Regions from separate parts of the Mus musculus genome. Here region 1 is linked to region 2. The links are chromatin contacts, called in public ChIA-PET maps. All regions are on one chromosome and are shown on one strand. Each heading gives the region's core, a stretch centred on a gene start, on an enhancer-like site or on the middle of the called end of the contact. The rest is flanking DNA. Distances are from core to core; before and after follow the strand shown. Region 1 overlaps Rap1gds1 (RAP1, GTP-GDP dissociation stimulator 1). Region 2 holds the start of Metap1 (methionyl aminopeptidase 1).

The links. ChIA-PET counts read pairs in DNA pulled down with a chosen protein or histone mark.
Region 1: a contact with region 2 is called in an RNA polymerase II ChIA-PET map of memory CD8 T cells, with 13 read pairs. The contact joins the enhancer-like site here to the promoter of Metap1 in region 2. A contact is called at or near these places in 5 of 115 datasets of contacts at active chromatin or transcription factors (bone marrow-derived macrophages, cardiomyocytes, embryonic hindbrain and 2 more).

Annotation. Positions count from the first base shown.
Region 1 is chr3:139,037,886-139,044,616 of GRCm38.p6, reverse strand. All of the region lies in intron 2 of Rap1gds1 (RAP1, GTP-GDP dissociation stimulator 1), which reads left to right. Among named protein-coding and RNA genes, the nearest start is that of Rap1gds1, 34 kb to the left of the region's middle. Within about 2 kb of position 2,561, at least 138 of the 459 cell types and tissues checked have an H3K27ac peak or open chromatin away from gene starts, as enhancers often do. A contact at or near this core is called in bone marrow-derived macrophages and memory CD8 T cells, where this site is marked.
Region 2 is chr3:138,484,894-138,491,745 of GRCm38.p6, reverse strand. Metap1 (methionyl aminopeptidase 1) reads left to right here and starts at 2,364. Exons shown (of 11, transcript NM_175224.4): 1 at 2,364-2,488. The coding sequence starts at 2,375. Gm32553 (a long non-coding RNA gene) reads left to right here and starts at 3,685. Exons shown (of 2, transcript XR_001784010.2): 1 at 3,685-5,413; 2 at 6,511-6,852.

The DNA of each region.
Region 1 (6,731 bases), core at 1,312-3,811, 550 kb before region 2:
ACTAGTAGGTTCACTGCTGGGGCCAAGGAGGCCCACAGTATTGAGTTCTAAAGTCAGTTAACAGTTCCACACATAGGTTCTCTTCTATGTATCAGGCATAAATCTAAGCAGACAGCACTTGTTTACCCCTGATATCCTTTGTGCCAATATTCCCACCTTGGGCATATCTCATCTTGCCAGGCCAGTCTTTATTGTAGCTTACATGGTTAGTAGCTGTTAGGTAGAGGACAATACTCTATTGACTGGCTATTTCATGCTACTGACATCGGAATTTTTTTTTTCACCTTGTTGTGGATTTCTTCTTGCTTGCCCCACCCTTCATTGGTTTAGTACCTACGTCAATTTTTAAAGGTAAGAATTAGAAGACTTGAATGCTCACTGGAGTACATTTTGCTTAAGCAAGTACTCTGTATAAATCTCTGATCTAAATTAACAACATTCACTCATATAAACGCTTTGATCTCACTTTTTAAATATTTTTAGTAAATACAGGAAGGCCACCAGCCAAGAAATCAGGCTGTTTGTTCTGGTTTCATTTGATTCTGCTTATAGCTACATGACTTTCAGCAAGTGTTTGCTGAGTTCTAGTATGGTTACAGTGTTTCATTCTCATTTGGGAATTTAAAACAGTGAATAGCCTGTGGTATCCAAATATTTTGGGGTCTCGGTCACCTTGCAAGAGAAACTACTAGAGGATCCAGAGGTGTCCTGCAGCTCATTCTACTGTTTTTAAACTTCCACCTGGCTGTAATTCTAAGCACGTACTTTTGTGTACAAGTTGTTCATGCAACTTCTCTGAATGTGTGTGTCTTGTTAGTCTTCGCCTGTGCTATGCCTTTAGTAGTAGCAAAACTTGCTTCTGTATAAGGGACTGAAAAACCAGATATCAGAAGCTTCACTAAATCTACTCTTAATGATGTGCTGCTATGTGGAGAAATGGAAAAAAAAGTATTGTTTAACTTTTTCATAGCATTGTCTAGAATAAATTTCACTCTTTTTTTCTTCCCCATTATCAAATGCAGAAATAGAAGTTGTTTTCTGTGCAGGCTAAATTCAGTTGTTTATTTTTATTTATGTTATATTTCTTAGTTGTTGTTTCCATGGCTTGCTATATGTTTATGGCTAATACTAATGATATACTATAGGTTTTTTTTGTTTTGTTTTGTTTTAACCAAAGAAATAGAGCATTTAAGAATATGTGAGGGGCTGGAGAGATGGCTCAGCAGTTAAGAGTAGTATCTGCTCTTCCAGAGGTCCTGAGTTCAATTCCCAGCAATCACATGGCAGCTCACAACTGTCTAAACTCTACTTCCAGGGAATCTGACAGCCTCAAAGACCATCCCACATTTAAAAAAAAAAAAAAGAAAAGAAAAGAACATGTGAAAGAGGGCTAAAGAGGTGACTCCTCAAACAGAAGCACTTGTTGCTCCTGCAGAGGACCCATATGCAGCTCCCAGCATTCACATGGGCCTCATAACCACCCTAAACTCCAGTTTCATGTGATCCAGTTCTTCTGACCTCTGTGGGCACAAGGCATGCATATGTGCACATACATCAGTGTAGGAAAGAACAAAAGAAAAAGGTAATGTATGACCATCTCAGCTAAACTAAAGAAGTCAGGTAAAAAGCCATGGTAGTTCTGATGAAGTGAGTCTTTAAGACCTCCACCTAATAATGGTCGTTAAAACTCCATGCAGCTCACTTAGGAAATAAGATAAACCAATTAAACATATCTGTGCCTTCATCAAAACTAGGAGATAGGTTTCACATTATTAGGAGAAAAAAAAAAGCGTAGCTTACTCAGTTAAAGATACTTTCTAGAGAGATTTTTGCCAAGACTGCATAAACTACCCAGTAAGAACAGAACAGGAAACCATGCACCCTAGGGTGAGAACCACCATTTCCTTTTTCTTCAGAGAGGAAACTCCAGACTGGGTAGGGCATTTTTTAGACCTTTGTCTTGGGCTAGATTGCAGTACTGGCTGTTTAAAAGTTCATGGGAAACCAAGCTTAGTGGTGCTTGCTTGTGGCTCCAGTTAAAGGCTGGAGGGGGGAGGAGCTTCAGGTTGAAGAATCACTTGAGCATGCAAGTGATATATGCAAGGTCCTGTGACAAAGGTGGCACACAGATCTCACGTGCCAATCAAGAGGACTATTATGGGGAGTGAAGGAGTTACTCGAAACTCTTGGATGCCTGGTGAAATGCAAGAACCAAGAAGAAGTTAAGTGACTATAGAAATAAGAATAGCACAAGATTATAAGACATGCAATACTAATTAATTTTGTGTTAACCATGACCATAATACCAGCCAGAAACAAGAGAGGGAAAGTTGATTTTTTTTGAATCAGAAGGTCCAGTCCATCATGAAGAGGAAGAGGAAGAGGAGGAGGAGGAGGAGAAAGAGGAAGCACAGTGATGTAAGCATGAAAAGCCAAGCAGTCGGGAGGGCCAGCAGCAGGAAGGGAAGCAGGGCAGGACTGGGGACGGAGGAGAGGGGAAGCACGCACGCTGAGCTAGCTTTTTCTTTCCCCCACCTTTCTTCTGTCTGACTCCCACTTAGCCCATGGGGTGATGCTACCCACATCCAGAATGTGTCTTCTCACCCTGGCTCTGTTGTCTCTTGAAGCACCCTCTCAGATAGCAAGGGGTGTTCCTCTGAGCTTCCTTGATCATTGCAAATTCAGTCAAGTTGTCCGTGACAAGTAACTATCACACACACTAAGTCCTTTTGGTTGGTTAGACGTGAGAGGTTTTGAAAGAAAGTCTAGGTATTCATCTCAGGTCTTTACCATTACTGTATTTAAGTTGTATTCAATTACTCATTGAATCAAGATTTCTGCTGAGGTATATAAAGAAGAAAGCAGAAAACAAACAAAACCCAAATATCTTAGCTACCAAAAACATTCTTTTTCCCAATAAAAACGATTTATGAAGCAGTTACCAAAAACAAACAACCCACTGTAACTTTTACTAATATCATTAGGTAAGCTTTTGAAAACATAAAAAGGAAAAACCGAGTCAGAAACTTTAAAACCTAAGTGTGTAAAGGCCAGGAAGATGTAAAGTTAGGGTTGACCAGAAGAAATGAAAGAACGTGACAAGCACTTAAGAAATTTATAGTAAATTAAATGTGGCTGAAAATATGGGAAAGAAAAGGTTGAAATTAAAAAATAAAAAAAGAATGAATCAGAGAAGACATGATTAATATCAAAGATAGATCAGTATCATTTCTGTAAAGGTGATGTAATTAGAGTCCTAAAGACAAACCAGTCAAAGAAAGCAATACAGAAGATAAACATCCTACAAATAAAGGAAGACTGACCTCTATCAAAAGGATCCAGCAGGTACTTGTAAAAATTGACCTTTCATGTCACAGTGACCCACAGTAAAATTCTTAGGATTTTTAGATTTTATTTGATTTTATAGCGATCATTCCGACACTGAGTTGTTGTCGGTAAAGACCACGTGAAGCTCTAGTACGATACGGTTACGTCATTGAGTGAAGTTAACTGATGTCCTCAGTCATGTGTAAGAATCTTCATTATTAGCAGATCTAGTTGCTGTTGGTTAAGGGGCACAAATATGAAAGCTCTCTAAGTAAAGAACCTGTAACTTTGAGAGTGCTTAGCACTCATGTCAGCATTACAAGGTATGGCTCCATTCCTCCTGACACAGAGTCACCCATGTGCTGTGTGCTTCCGCCGCTTGGCCTTCAGGAGCTGCCTCAGTTTTCAGTGCTGTGTCAGGTCAACTTCTCTGAAAGGTTGACCCTGGTAGTATCTTCTTACTTGTCCTCAAATGGCCTTTATGTTACTTAGTAATGGCCCCCAACTCAAAAGTGGTAATGTTTGCCATTTGATGATGCTAAAGAGAGCCCACCAAGTATCCCCTTTAGATGAAAAGGGAGGGGTTCTCACTGAACAGAAAGAAAAAAAATGTATGCCGTTATTACAAAGGTCCGTGGAAACAACCAACCTTGTTTTTCACCCATAAGCTATGGAGAAGGAAAGACTTAATGCTAGTTGTGCTGTTAGACCTTAAACTAAGCTAGAGAGGAGTAGGTGACAAAATAGAAAGGACATTAAATTTGTGGGTGGGAACGTGAACAGAAACGTGATCTGATGGATCACAGTGTATTGTGCCAGATAGTGCTAAGCCTCACTTTATCTTGCCATATAGGCAATGTTCTATCTGTCATCACGAGAGAGAGAGAGAGAGAGAGAGAGAGAGAGAGAGAGAGAAGGAGAGAGAGAGAGAGAAGGAGAGGGGTAAACAGCAAGATACTGTGAGAGAATAAGAGCACGTTGATATATCTTTTGCTTTAACTATTCTGTTTTGTTATTAGTTATTGCTAATCTCTTAATTATAAGCTAAATTTCACCTTAGGTAAGTGTGTTTAGAGGAATAATATATATTCTATATTAATTAATCAAGGTACCAGCAGTTATGGAGACTACTGAACTATCGTATAGTCTTGATAGTACCTTGGCACTCAGGTGATGGAAGACAAGTAACTCAGAGTAAGAGGATGTTCGGCACCCTGACGATGCCATTCATCCACTCAGGAAGACTAAGCCCTGTGGTTTTGTTTTGCCTCTCTTAAAATTTGAGACATGGTATTACATTGTAGCCCCGGCTGGACAAGAACCCACTATGTAACTCATGTTGGCCTCAAATGTAAGAGGTTCCTATCTTGCCTCAGTCTCCTGAGAATTGGGATTGCAGGGAGATTATAGCTGGTTCTTTGTGGTTTGTGGTTCTCCAAAGGCAATACTGTCATGTTCAAAACATGAAAATCTAGGTAAAACACAATTAGTGATTTCCTTAGTCTGAGACAGGCTGGTTTAAACCAAAGATACTTACTTTGGCTCCTCACCTAGGGGTCTAAAGTCAAGGTGCTTCAAATGGTAATGTCTTCTGTTGACAAAAGACCTGAAGTAGACCAGTGTCACATGGCCACATGTAGGGAACATGAGCACGTCTGTGTCTTTACTGGTTATATCTGGGCTGCTTAGTTTTCTGTTAACACAGACTGGAGTCAGTTCCCCCACCAGATTGGCCTCTGGGCAGGCTTGTGGTACATTATCTTGATTGTTGACCAACGTAGGGGAGGCCCATTCGCTGTGGGCAGCGCCATCCCTGGACTGGTAGACCTAGGTGCTGCCATAAAGCAGACTGAGCAGGCCGTGGGGAGCAGGGCCAGTGAGTAAGGTCTGCGGCCTCTGCTTCAGTTCCTGCCTCTGCGTTCCTGCTGCACGTTTCTCCTCTGACTTCCTTTCATGTGGGACTGGTTTCCTCCCTACATTGCTTCTGCTTCTGACTTAATCAACCAAGGGGAACAAAAATGACAAATCTCTCTCAAACAAAGAACCAGGAGTTTTTCTACTCTCTGGATTTATATTTTCTTTGGAGTTTTCAGCCAGAACTCCACAAAATGATAGTCTTGCATCTTTCCCATAAAACTAACATTGGCTTGAACTTTCAAATTAGTAATAAGCAAGAAGATGCCTGGTGCAGTATTTTAGTTTCTAATATTCATAGCACTCTTTAAGAATGCTTCTCCGTTAAATGCAGCCCCTTGATTTTATGTCAAACTCCCTTTTCATTAAAAAAAAAAAAAATCAGTCTGAGTAGAGTGGATTTGAAAACAAAAATCAAGTACTTTAAATACTAAGCCCTTTGTAGTCAAATAAGTTACTTTTAAAGATAGTAAAGGTCTATTGTGTTTATTTTTTTGCCTTTTTTTTTTTTTTTTTTTTTTGGGTTTTTTGAGACAGGGTTTTTCTGTATAGCCCTGGCTGTCCTGGAACTCACTCTGTAGACCAGGATGGCCTCGAACTCAGAAATCTGCCTGCCTCTGCCTCCCGAGTGCTGGGATTAAAGGCGTGCGCCACCACGCCCGGCTGTGTTTATTTTTTTAAGCTATTAAAATTATTGTTGGATAGTACTAACAATACGGGAACTTTTTCTTAAGGGAAGAAAATAGAAAATTTATACTGAATGTAATAATGAGGTTCAGATAATTTGTATGACCTTTATTAAAAAATAAATGCTGACTTAAATTAGTACAAAATAATTAAGAATGATAAGAATGTAATAGAGGAAATGTTTATTCATTAATTGGCCTAGGAAGCATAGGTTATATTCTCAAATAATAATATGTACCTACCAAAGTCTTCAAAACTACATTAAATTAAGGATTAATTGTACCAGAAAATTCATTAAAAGGCTGGCCGCTTTGGGAAACAGGGCAAGTTTGACTGCACTGCGCCCACGCCATTACCAGGCAGGCTTCAGGGAAGCACTAGACACTGCTCGGGGTGAGAAAGCACAGTCTGGGATGTGAGAAAGCTGAAACTGGGGTTCCCTGCCTTCCACAACCGCCCCCCCCGCCCCCCGCCCGCCGCCGCTGGAGAACCATACAGAGAAGTCGGGAACAAAGTGTCCGGAATCCACAGGCCCACTACGGGTCCCGGACCAGAGGCTCCCAAACTCCTGGACATCTAGGCCCGAGTCACTAGGAGATGGGAGCAGAGCTGGGGACCCACAGACAGGGTGGGGGTGGGGGAATGGGGAGCTCCGGCTTAGCTTGGCGGCGGTGATTGTCCTTAGCTTGGGGCGGTGGTGACTGGAAGCACAGAGAGGTCTTCTATGGGAGAATTAAGCTGAATGGCTTCTCCATGCTCCCCATGGCAGATCTTGAGACAGTCCATGGTTCTAAACTGTTTAT
Region 2 (6,852 bases), core at 1,115-3,614:
TGAACTCAGGTCCTCTGCAAGAGCAGGAAGCTCTCTTAAGTGCTGAGCCATCTCTCCAGCCCCTAGAAAAATTTAACATAATACCTTTTATTAAAGATAAGAGCAAATTTGCTCTATTGAGACATGTGTGCTTGTTTATTCTACATAAAGAAATCTAGAACTGGGTGTAGTAGCTCTTGCCTTTAATCCCAGCACTCAGGAGGCAGAAGTGGATCTCTGTGAGTTGGAGGCCAACCTGGTCTACAGAGCAAGTTACAGGACAGCCAGGACCAGGACTACAGAGAGGAAACCCTGTCTAGAAAAACCAAAGAACAACAATGGGGGGGGGGGAGAGAGAGAGAGAGAGAGAGAGAAGAGAGTGGGGGAGAGGGAAGGAAGCTTGGTAGAATATTTGACACTATAGGTCATAAAGTATCTTTAGTTTTTCATAGTTGATTAGTATCTTTTTTTTTTTTTTTTTGGTTTTTCGAGACAGGGTTCCTCTGTGTAGCCCTGACTGTCCTGGAACTCACTCTGTAGACCAGGCTGGCCTCAAACTCAGAGATCCGCCTGCCTCTGCCTCCTGAGTGCTGGGATTAAAGGCGTGTGCCACCACGCCCGGTTTGATTAGTATCTTGATTTATAGTTGTCAATGTTGAGAACGCTGTTTCTCATGGTTCAAATAGCAGAAGTCTCTTTTTGTCTGTTTAAAAAATTGTTGGAAATTCTGTTCAATCCAAACCAAAGACCACTTAATAACTTTTTCAAAATGAAATTAAAGTCAGTAACTCAAAACAGCAATGCCTGGACGCAAATATTCAATTCTCTATGCAGAGTTCTAGCCACTATAGGATTGCTGCTATTGAGGCTAACTCAATCCAAAGACAACCTGATTGGATACATAATGAAGAATGACAGAAGAATACTAGATGTCTCTGTCTTCTGTAAAGAAACCAGGATGTGTTTGTCACTGCCTATGTGACAGCACCCGCAATACAGAGTGTACGTGCAGTGGATGCAGGATCAGACTGCAGAGAAGTCCAATGCACATGCTGAGTGTTGCGTTTAATTCTGAAATAACTTTTGGTTGTTAGGCTGTCAAAAACTGCTTACTATTGCCAAAAATTTTGTTACTCCATATTTAGAAGTTGAGAGCCACAGTTTAGGAAGCTGGGATTTATACAGTTAGATGTCATATACAAACATATACACATATGCAGTCACTAATTTTCTTAAATGTATACATTTTTATTAAAAGTTTACAGTGGTTGGTTATACAGGAAAAGTTATTCAAGAAAACATGAGCTTTTCTGGTGTATTAAGGTGGAAAAGATTTTTTTAAAAGTCACAGCATTCCTCTAGCAACAAACAAACAAAAAAAAAAAATAGAAAACGGCAGTTGTTGTCTACTGATTATGTGTTTGAAAGATTTAGGCTACCGGGTTGTATCTGATAAACTCTAGAGCCTTTTAATTCTCGCATTTCTTTTCTTTTCTCTTTTGGTTTGTTTTCTGAGACAGGGTTTCTATGGGTAACCCTGGCTATCCAAGAACTTACTCTGTAGACCAGGCTGGCCTCCAACTCAGAGAGATCTGCCTGCCTCTAGATCTGAGTGCTAGGTTTAAAGTTTGGCATGCGCTACCACTACCCGGCTAACCCCCCTCAATTCTTGATTGGTGGAATTCGCTCAAACTATAAAATCAGATAATATATATATATTTTAAATCATCGATATTGAACTATCTGGCAGCTACTAGCGCTATGTATTTCAATAGCGGGGTGTGGAAAGACATGAGGAAGAGCGTATTTCAGTCCCATCTCGGTCCATTGATATTTTTTTAAGAATGAGCGTAATTTTTTCTTTCTTTTTTATTTTGAGGAGAACACTGGCAGAGAGAAGCGGAACTCAGAAAAGGGAATTAGTCCCCAAGAAGCTCCCGGCGAACCAAACTGAGGAATCCACGCCCTTCCCAACCACCTGCGAGTGAATGAAACACCGAAGGCTCAAGAATTTCACGCTCGGGGTCCCAACGTCATGGGGTGTAGGATCTCCGCTGACCCCACGTGGCGTCGCCGCCACCGCAAGCCTTGGGGCGGGGCAGGGGAGGCGGCGTAAAGGCTGCCGGGCGGGTCGCCACTACGCGTGCGCGGAGAGGGCGTGGCTGTCAGGGCGGGGGGTCGGCCGAACCGGAGGGAGGGGCGGGGCAGCAGGTGAGCGCGCGCTAAGGGGCGGGGCCCTGGCCGCGCGTGCGCGGAGGGGGGCGGGGGCGCGCTGCGTAGGGGCGGGCCCTGGTCCTCCCGGTCCGGCGCCTAGGCCTGCCATCGGAGCTCCTCCCCGGCTGGGTCCCTCTCCCCGCCCTGTGGCGGTTCCTCCCTCCTCCGGCAGCCAGGCAGCATGGCGGCGGTGGAGACGCGGGTGTGCGAGACGGACGGCTGCAGCAGCGAGGCCAAGCTCCAGTGTCCCACCTGCATCAAGCTGGGCATCCAGGGCTCGTACTTCTGCTCGCAGGTAGCCGCCCACCCCGCGCCCCTCCGGTCCTCCGCCTCTGGGCCTTGTCGCCTCCCGCTCGGGCCTCCGAGCGGCCCGGGCCTCGGGAGCCGGGAGCCCGGCCGCCGGCGCTCTCGGGGGCGGAAGCTGACCTGCGGCGGGTTCGGGCCAGGCCTCCGCGGTCCCGTGGGCGGCCAGGTGTGTGCGCAGGTAGGGACGCGCGGGAGCCGGTAGCCCAAGACCTCCGCCGAGCCGGGGTCGGGTCTGGACGCCGCTGGCCGCGCTCCCGGGGCTTCTCTCCGGTGTCTCTGCAATCCCGGACGGAGACGGAAGCGACCTGCCGGGGCCTGGGGGTGGCTGCAGTCTCCCGTAGAGGAGAGCTGTTTCAGTCTCACTTCTTTTGTGTTTTACTACCGCGCTTTGACATTTAAGTAACTTTGAGTGTAGGCGTGGAGAGAGGTCGGTGTAATTCATTCTTTTCCGTTGGCATCTCAGATTATTAATTTGAGAACCGGTAAGGTAAAGAGATGAGTCACTTCTGTTACTGAAGTTCCTGGAGTAGAAAGGACAGTCCCGCAGGGGTTGTGCTTCAAGGCTCCGACGTAGTTTTTGTGCAACTGAGCAAACCTAGCACTGAGTGGGGCCCTGACAGAAGTGTGTATTTATTGAACAGTATTTGTGTCCCATCGCGTTTCTAGACTCAGAATAATGGCAAGGCAAGTAGTAGATGGTTATTAGGCTCTTAGTTACAATTTGTTGAGGAGAAGAATATAAGTACGTTGGTAATAAACTGACAGGTTCCTGGGAGAGGGGAGTTAATAGGCCAAAGACCTTGGCATGCTAGTTTTTCTGAGAGCTTGAGTAAGTGAAATTACTTAAGTTCCCCAGTTTCAGTGTTACTCTATACAGAGAGAATGAGGGTACCTTTCATTCTGTATTGTACAAGATTGTGCTGACAATGAAATTAAGGAAGACCCTGTAGCCCTATCATTTAGAGACGTTTTGTTTTTTAAAGGATTCCACTACAATTTAATGCTGGTATCTAGATAAAGTTGAAGAAGAATAATTATGTCACCAGTGGTAAGTGATACATGCCTTTAATCGCAGCACTTGGGAGTCAGGCAGGCAAATCTGTCAGTTCTAGGTCAGCCTGGTGTACAAGCAAGTTCCAGGACGGCCAGGGTTCTGGGGTGGGGGCGGGGGTGGGGTGGGGGGAAGAATAGTTATATGAAAATAGCAAAACCAACTATTTTCTAAGATAAAATAGATGGAAAGATAAAATAAGATGAAGCCAATGATTAAAAGCCTTAGCAATTGTAGTAAACCATTGCAAGAGTCCTTCACTATTGTATGATCTTGCCTTTAGAGAGTATATGACCCTTGACCTTGCTGACATCACTTTCCAAGCTTTGCACTTGGAGGAGAGAGACCTGAAAATAGCCTTGGAGCTATTAACCTGGTGCAGGGCCTCTTGTGGCTTTAATGTTTTCCAGTTTAACTTAGTGAGTTCTGTGTGGAATCTGGATTTAAAACAAAAATTTGCTATGAAAATTGTGTGCCATCTGACTAGATCAATGTATATAGTTCGTATTCAGGGGTTTCAAGTTGAGAGGCGCTAGGTGTGGTGGCATACACCTTTAATCCCGGTGCTTTGGAGGCAGAAGCTGGCAGAACTCTACTAGGCCAACCTGGTTTACCTAGTGAATTTTAAGGCCAGCCCTTGCTAAATAATGAGACTCTTATCTCAAAAAAAGAGAAAGAAAACGAACAAAAAATGGCTGGGCTGGAGAGATGGCTCAGTGGTTAAGAGCACTTTCTGCTCTTTGAGGGGACCTAAGTTCAGTTCCCAGCACCACGTGGTTCTCACAAACTTCTCAGGCACCAGGCACATAGCGCACAGGCACACTTGAAGGCAGAGCATCCATACACATAAAATAGAAATGAAATCTTAAAAACCATTGGGTGGCATGCATGGGTTAATGTGTACTGACACTAGCTCCCAAATTGATTATCCAGTACCAAGAGGTCAGCTCAGAAATCACATACACATTAGGATCCTTATATGGACTGAGAAGGTCATATTTATATGTTTACAAACACACACACACACACACACACACAAACACATACACACACACACACAATTACAAAGTTATAGAGGCCATGAAATTAAGAGCAAGGAGGTTTATGGGAAGGGTTGGAGGGAGGAAAGAGAAGTGGGGAAGACAGCATAGTTACAAATTATGGAATATATAAATGCTTAAAAGCATACTGTCCATCGAGCATAGGTGGCATTCTGTTGGAACGAGTAGAGCATCCGAGATCTCTATGAGTGTAGTCTGTGCTGGAGTCTGTATGTGTATACTAGTATTACTGATAGCCATGAAATCAAATATACCCACTCCCATGGCTAGCTTGTGAAATTTGTCACTGAGTCAGTTGTAGCAGTTCCTCTCTCCACTGTAATTCCTCACTTTATAGACGAACCACTCAGACAGGACCAGACTAGGTCTGAGTGTCCGAGTCGGCTTTCCCACGGTTGGCTCCTGCATATGCAGTAATGAGCTTCTTACTGTTGTAGGTTCTGAGTCCACATTAGAGCAGCTCTTCTCACACGAGGCGGGTCGCCTGCTGTAGTAAGGGCTGTGTCCATATTCTTTACTTACCCAAAATAGTGTCCTCTGGAGTCACAGCTCTTCTGTCAGCCCCACCTTGATGGAGTCACTGTAACTTTTCCTAAACACAGTTACAAGGTGCTGAACCTAAGGCTTTTCCTCACCATCGGGTGTGTTCTTTTCAGGTTTCTTCCCCTCCTCTCACTCTTCGGTTCCCTAATATTGGCCAGCTTGTCTTTGGAACCAAACCAAGCCAACCAAACTATACCTTTTTATAGCACCATGTAATGGCCTGCAGTTACCTTACCAGTTAAGCAGTGTCCTCGATCAGGTGAGCTATCCTCCTCATGGCCCAGTGCTCCTTCCCGTCACTGTACTTGTAGGCAGCCGGTGGCCAGCACATTTGAATGAATGAGTAACTATCTGAAAAGGAGAACGGCACCTCTGCGGTGTGACATTGTCCATGTGACTTCTGGTTTGAATTTTCTTTTGAAAATGGGAGCACTAAGAATTCCTATCATATGGTTTTGATAGGTGAAATGAATAGGTAGGGCACCAACCAGAAAAGTAAACTATAAAAATAATTTTAATAGCCGGGCAGTGGTGGTGAACGCCTTTAATCCCAGCACTCGGGAGGCAGAGGCAGGCGGATTTCCAAGTTCGAGGCCAGCCTGGTTTACAGAGTGAGTTTCAGGACAGCCAGGACTACACAGAGAAACCCTGTCTTGAGAAAACAAAACAAAACAAAACAAAACAAAATTTAATAAAAAAAAATCTTTTTATCTGAGTTGTTTCAGTTTAAGAAATTTTCTTCCTTTAATGGAATAAGACCCATTATCCAAAGGTTGTGATGTTTGTATTACTAAATTAGTAGCAGTTGTCTATACCTTTTTTTTCTTCACCTGTAAGGTTTTTTGTTTTGTTTTGTTTTTTGTTTTTCGAGACAGGGTTTCTCTGTATAGCCCTGGCTGTTCTGGAACTCACTTTGTAGACCAGGCTGGCCTCGAACTCAGAAATCTGCCTGCCTCTGCCTCCCAAGTGCTGGGATTAAAGGCGTGCGCCACCACCGCCCGACAGAGCTGAGGTTTTTTTCATTGTTGTGTTTTCTGAAGTTCCTTGTGTCAATATGTGCTCAGTTCATTACATGAAGGATGAAAGGAGTGGGCCTGTTGTGGAAAGTGGGATTCTACACTTGCGTTATCTTTTTAAAGGATGGATGATAGGCTAGGCAAAGTATCTGTTGATTTTGACTGAACTAAAATTTTATTTCCTCCCCTCTTTTCTCTCTTTTCTCTTCTCTTCTCTCCTCTCCTCTCCTCTCCTCTCCTCTCCTCCCCTCCCCTCCCCTCCCCTCCCCTCCCCTCCCCTCCCCTCCCCTCCCCTTCTCTTCTCTTCTCTTCTCTTCTCTCTTTGGTTTTTTTGAAGCAGGATTCCTTTGTGTAGTCCTGGCTGTTCTGGAACTCAGTCTGTAGACCAGGCTGGAACTCAGGCCCCAAGTGCTGGGGTGAAAGACATATTCCATCTCGCCCAGCTAAAATTTGAGTTTCTTGACTGCTGTTATTTAGCCAGGTTCTCGTCTGTTCATTGTCTTGCCCTAAGCCAGGTAATTAGCTGAGACGGAAGTAAATAATACACTACTGTTTGTGGCCATCAGACCTTAGAAAGTCAGTGGGAGGAGAGGGTGATTAAAGCCATGCGTGGGTTTCACAGTCTTTGTGCCTCTGTCCTTATGGGTGGATGGTACCATCCTTAGAGGTGGGAAGAGGGTTA